Linked DNA regions of Oryctolagus cuniculus: region 1 is linked to region 2. A link is a contact called in public Hi-C data. All regions are on one chromosome and are shown on one strand. Each heading gives the region's core, a stretch centred on a gene start, on an enhancer-like site or on the middle of the called end of the contact. The rest is flanking DNA. Distances are from core to core; before and after follow the strand shown. Region 1 holds the start of BTBD18 (BTB domain containing 18). Region 2 overlaps CTNND1 (catenin delta 1).

What was found. A called contact is a pair of places that touch in the nucleus more often than the background predicts.
Region 1: a contact with region 2 is called in a Hi-C map of skin fibroblasts, with 3 times the contacts expected there. The contact joins the promoter of BTBD18 here to the enhancer-like site in region 2. A contact is called at or near these places in 6 of 6 Hi-C or Micro-C datasets (ear pinna, embryonic fibroblasts, liver and 3 more).

Annotation. Positions count from the first base shown.
Region 1 is chr1:14,419,654-14,422,385 of mOryCun1.1, forward strand. It overlaps BTBD18 (BTB domain containing 18), which reads left to right and starts at 1,398. Exons shown (of 3, transcript XM_070070152.1): 1 at 1,398-2,063; 2 at 2,217-2,732.
Region 2 is chr1:14,372,746-14,375,445 of mOryCun1.1, forward strand. The region is part of intron 5 of CTNND1 (catenin delta 1); the gene reads right to left. Among named protein-coding and RNA genes, the nearest start is that of CTNND1, 39 kb to the right of the region's middle. Within about 2 kb of position 1,391, at least 2 of the 8 cell types and tissues checked have an H3K27ac peak or open chromatin away from gene starts, as enhancers often do.

The sequences.
Region 1 (2,732 bases), core at 148-2,647, 47 kb after region 2:
AGTATAGAAAGTATATATATATATATACATATATATATATATATATGGGATGAGCATTGGGTGAAGCGATCAGGATGGCATTCACAATGCCTGCATTGCACTCAGTAGCACCTTGCTGTAAGTCCTGGCTCTGCTCCCAATTCTAGCTCTGCTTTCCCAGGCCATAGCAGAGAGCTGGATCAGAAGTGGAGCAGCCGGGGCCGGCCATGGCTCACTTGGTTAATCCTCCGCCTGCGGCGCCGCCATCCTATATGGGCACTGGGTTCTAGACCCGGTGGCTCCTCTTCCAGTCCAGCTTTCTGCTATGGCCCGGGAGGGCAGTGGAGGATGGCCCAAGTGCTTGGGCCCTGCACCCGCATGGGAGACCAGGAAGAAGCACTTGGCTCTTGGCTTCAGATCGGCACAGCGCCGGCCATAGCAGCCATTTGGGAGGTGAACCAACGGAAGGAAGACCTTTCTCTCTGTCTCTCTCTCTCTCACTGTCTATCTGTCAAATAGATAGATAGATAGATAGATAGATAGATAGATAGAAGTGGAGTAGCCGAGACCCAAACCAGCACCTATATGGGATGCCTGCACTGCAGGCGGCAGCTTAACCCGCTACGCCACAGCGCCAGCCCCTCAAGTCCTTTTTGAAAAGGTGTTAGGTATCAATAAAGACATATTGAGCACATGATACTACTCACCCCCACATTTTGTCCTTTCTTAGGCAAATTCCTTTCTACCACCTGCAGCTGGCAACAGCGAACGCTGCTTGGCTTTAATTAACCGCACTTTGTTACCAAAACCTTGGATCCAGCCCTTTTCTCCCAGAGCTGGACATTAACTGACAACTACCGAGGGAGAGTAAAACACACAGGCCAAATTACTGACCAGATTTGTACTGTGAGTTGGCATTCCCTATATAAATGATAAATTTGGATCATTTAACTTTTAGTATCATCTCTGAAAAAAGGTGTTTCCAGTCAAGAACCGAAGTACATAAAAGGTCTCAGGACGGTCACAGCAGACCCCTCCAGGGAGAAGTTTCTACAATTCTCTCGGGTTATGGGTTTGAGATTCAGGATTGGAGCGGGATTCTGGGGAAAAAAACCAAATTCAGAAACTTGCCCAATAACCTTGTTCCAGAACATTTCTAGTGTTCAGACATGTCTAGATTAAAGTATCAGCACTAACGGGTCAGTCAGCAGCTCATTCTGAGGCTTCTTCCTCCACGAAGCCCGGCAAGCTCTCAGCACGGCTAAAACCATTTGCAGCCTCTTCAAGGGGAAGACGGAGGCATCTTTCAATTGCCTCGGAACCCACCCTAAAGGGGTATCCCGACCCCCTCTTTGGTGTGCCTTCATCCAGGACCAAAGATGAACGCGGTTTCAGTAAAGGGCCCTTCCCCCTACCTCTTGCAGCAGCCCAGCCATCTTCCCTCAGCCAAGTCCCTCGAGACTTAGTCTCCCGCCCAAAGCTTTCCTCCTCCTCTGATTGGTTCTCCGCGGGGCCTTCGGCCAATGGGGATGACGTACTCAGGAAGGCGTAGGCCCGAGGGCTCGGGGAGGAGGAAGGACCTTCGGCCCCGCGTCGCGCCGTGCGCGAGGGCGGCGGCGCGTGGTGTGCGGTGTGGGTCGCGTGGCCTCGGGCCCTCGCTGTCACCACTGCCCAGTGCATGTGGGCACGGAGAGCTCCAGGGGGGTGACTGCAAAGCCTCTGCGGCCACAGGTGGCCGTGAGGGACAGCGCTGAGTTCGGCCCTCCGGGATTGCCCAGGCTCCATTCCCAGAAACCATTGCGCCGAGAGGTCTCTTTTCAAAGGAGTTGGGCCCGGGGCACCCGGAGCGTTCGGGACACCCAGCTCTGCAGGGCCTTCCCTGAAGCCGTGCTTTCTCCGCCAGCCCCGATTTCTGTGGTTCTGGCCGGGGAAGAGACCCACCCGGGGCCGTGGGCCCACCTGCGCTGCTTGGCGCACTCTGTCGGTGCGAAGCTGGCCATAGGGAGGAGGCAAGGCAGGCTGGACAGAGGACCTAAGCACAGAAAGTGCACAGAGCAGCAGATCCTACAGCAAGGCTATCCCAGGTTGGGTCTGGGGGCTGGGCCAGGCGGCTGGTGTTTGGGAAGCTTCCCCAGGGCCCTTGCGCGGCAGCCACCCTTCACCCATGTCTCTTGCTGGAATTGGCATTGAGCCTGCCCTCTCTGAATTGACCTTTCAATTCTTTTCTTTCCTGATAGTTTTGACGTGAACTATCCAGACCCTCAGTGCCACCTGACAAAAACTGCATGCCAGGAAAGGAACACAGCCGTGCAGTGAGTGTGGGGATTTCAGTGCAAAGGAAAATTGGAAATGTCGTGGGCCCGACGTTAGAATATCGTTTGTTTGGTGAGGGGCAGGCTGCTTAGCTCTCCTTACTCTGTTGTCAGCCGGGTAATTAACTAGACAGGCAAAATGAAAAGCCAAACTCGTGGCCAGGTCCCAGGGTCAGTCAGGCTTAACTTTGGTCTAGGACATTGACCCGAGGGTGGCAGTATCCTCCTTTCTGAGCGAACTTCCTGCGGAGTTCAGGGGCGTCTCTGCTTTGTCGTGCACCCTCTGCTGGCTAGTGTTGGCAGTGCGTGCTCAGAGAAAAGGCACATAGGGTTCCTAGAGATGACTTGATACCTCGTGGTTTTTAAAAAGTGTTCAGTGAGGATTTTACCCACGGAACTGAGACTTTATGCTCTGAGAAACCAGCAGTGTCGTTTCAGTCT
Region 2 (2,700 bases), core at 141-2,640:
TCAGGACACCAAAGTTAACCAAAGCAATGGACTCAACACCACAGAAGTCGGCAAAGTATGAGAACAGATCTTACTAGCCCTTCACTAAACAGGAAATGAGGTATTAACACATAGGAAACAGGGATAAAACCCTTACACACATTGAAGTATTCAAGCATCTCCTTTCCTATTTTCAGAATAGGATAAAGAAAATAATAAATAATAATAAAGGACTTCTTGCTACATCATATGTAGATCTATCTTTGGTACTGATGAGTTATAAGCTTGAAGATTAATTTTCACAGTTCAACGCAATCCATTTCTGCTGCTCAACAAATGTTTGCAATGATTTTCATCTTTCATTTTCTAAAGGCAATATCTCCAACTATCATGTAGGATGCCCAGCCAAAAGGAACAGAGACAAAGCAAATGAAGGTAAGAGAAAAGTCAAACCAGATTCTTCCTGTTTCAGTACTACTAACCACCACTAGAGGGTGAGTCTGTCACACTATTATTTATTCATAACCACCAGGAAGAAGAAATCCATTCCTTTATCTGTGAGTCGTCTCTCTAGCTCCCACTGGAGGAGAATCTATTGTACAGAACTCTCCAAGTAAGACTGTAGTTTGTTCCACAAAACCACCCCCACTGTCACCAAACATTCAAGGTTATCCTGAGCAGATCTGCTTCAGGTATCAACATCAACCACTCAACACTGATTCAGAGGAACAAGGAATTTAGTTTAAAAGGACTCTTAAAATAACATTAAAACAAAATAAACAGGTTATATGGTTGTTTTAAAACCAGGCTACTAGACTGCATGTTATAAAATTCTATTTTAGTAGCAGAAAAAAAAAAAAAGAAAAACATGGTAGATTTGTTTCCACATACAGGAAAAAGAATTCAAAGGAAATGCAACAACATGTTAACAGTGATTCTTTATCAGTGGATGGTGTGCTTTTCTGGGTTTTTCCAGCTCTGTTTTGAGCATATTTTACTTTTATTTCAATATAAACATTACAAAAGCAATTATTACCAGACTTAAGTCACTCAGGAGACTTCTATCTTACGTGTCCTTCATATATAGACAGTGGATAAAGATATTTTTTCTTTTGTTGTACAAATAACAGCTGTACTCAGATCAAATGACTTGCTTAAGAACACATAGCTAGTGGCTGAGGAACAGCCAGAACCAAAGTAATCACAGCCTCGGTTTGAGTTTAACCTTGTATTACTCTCTTAGGGCTGGAACAGGAAGCAGCAAATGTTCTTGCTAGTCAACAGGTTTAAGTCCAATGCAACCCTGGAACAAAGCCAAGAACCAGTCTCAAAATCCTCTCTATGTCAACCGCCACAGTTAAAAAAAAAAAAAAAAAAAAAAAAAAAAAAAGACCTAGCCAGGCACAATCACTTGGGTCCAATTACTCTTCACTAATGAGGAAGTCAGAAAAAGCAGACTTACACTGGAGCCAACACCCTAGTCAGACTGCTTCAGTGATAGCTGTTATTCACCATCGCTCTAGCTTGCACCAGCTGAAGTCTGGTACCCCTCCAGGAATAAAAGGTGAGTCACAGGGGAGGTGGATTAGCTACCCAAGACACCTGAAAGGTGAGTGACTCAGGCTTAGATAATGGGGCCTCTACTCCTGCACCCAGCCCAATTCACTATTAGCTAATACTACCTAATATATGAGGAAAATAAGCACCAAGCCATTCACTTTAGAAGGTCATGACCCCACATACAGAAATTCAGCAACAACTACCAGAGAACTCTTACCATCAAGATAGCTGTAAACCTTCCCTTATTTCTTACTATTCCTCTTTGCCTAGAAAACATTCACTGGTAATTCTAAAGCAGGGCTTATAGCTCATGAACCAAACTTATTTTCACATAAGTTATAATTTTTAAAAGCTTAAGAAAAAAAACCAGAACATTTGACAAGAATTATGATTTATAGCCCACAAAGCCTAAAACAGGTCCTTTAGAAAACATCTACCAACCCTCTTCTAAAGCGTTCTATCAAGGTAGCAAGGCAACACATCTACCAGTCCAAACATCATTCACTGCCTTTTCATATCACCAAAGAATACCCAAGAACAAGAAAACTCAGAGTATGCAACTGCTTAGGAAACTGTCAGCATTTTTGATAATGTACCCCTCACAGATGCCACCCCCGCTTCACTTTATATGTAAGACTCTAAGCACAAAGTTGTCAGGGTCCATATGAGGTCAAGATCTGTTTTTAACATAGATTAGAACCACTGTGAGAATTGTTATATACACCCTTATCTCTTCTGGCTCCAAAAGCCTAAAACTCAACTCTTCTTTTGAGAGCTAGAGTTACAGAGAGAGAGAGCTTCCATCTGCTGGTTCACTCCCCAAATGGCCGCAACAGCCAGAGCTAGGCAGATCCAAAGCCAGGAGTTTCTTCTGGGTCTCCCATGTGGGTACAGGACCCCAAGCACATGGGCCATTTTCTACTACTCTCCCAGGCCATGGCAGACAGCTAGATCAGAAGAGGAGCAGCCAAGACATGAATTGGTACCCATATGGGATGCCAGCAAGCAGGCAGAGGCTTAGCCTACTATGCCACAACGCTGGCCCCTCAACTCTATTCTTAATACCAAACCAGAAGTTAAGGAAATTCAAAGAATAAGACAGGGAATATTCCATGAGTCCAGGCAACAGGCACCTCTCGATCATCAGAAAGGGTCAGATCT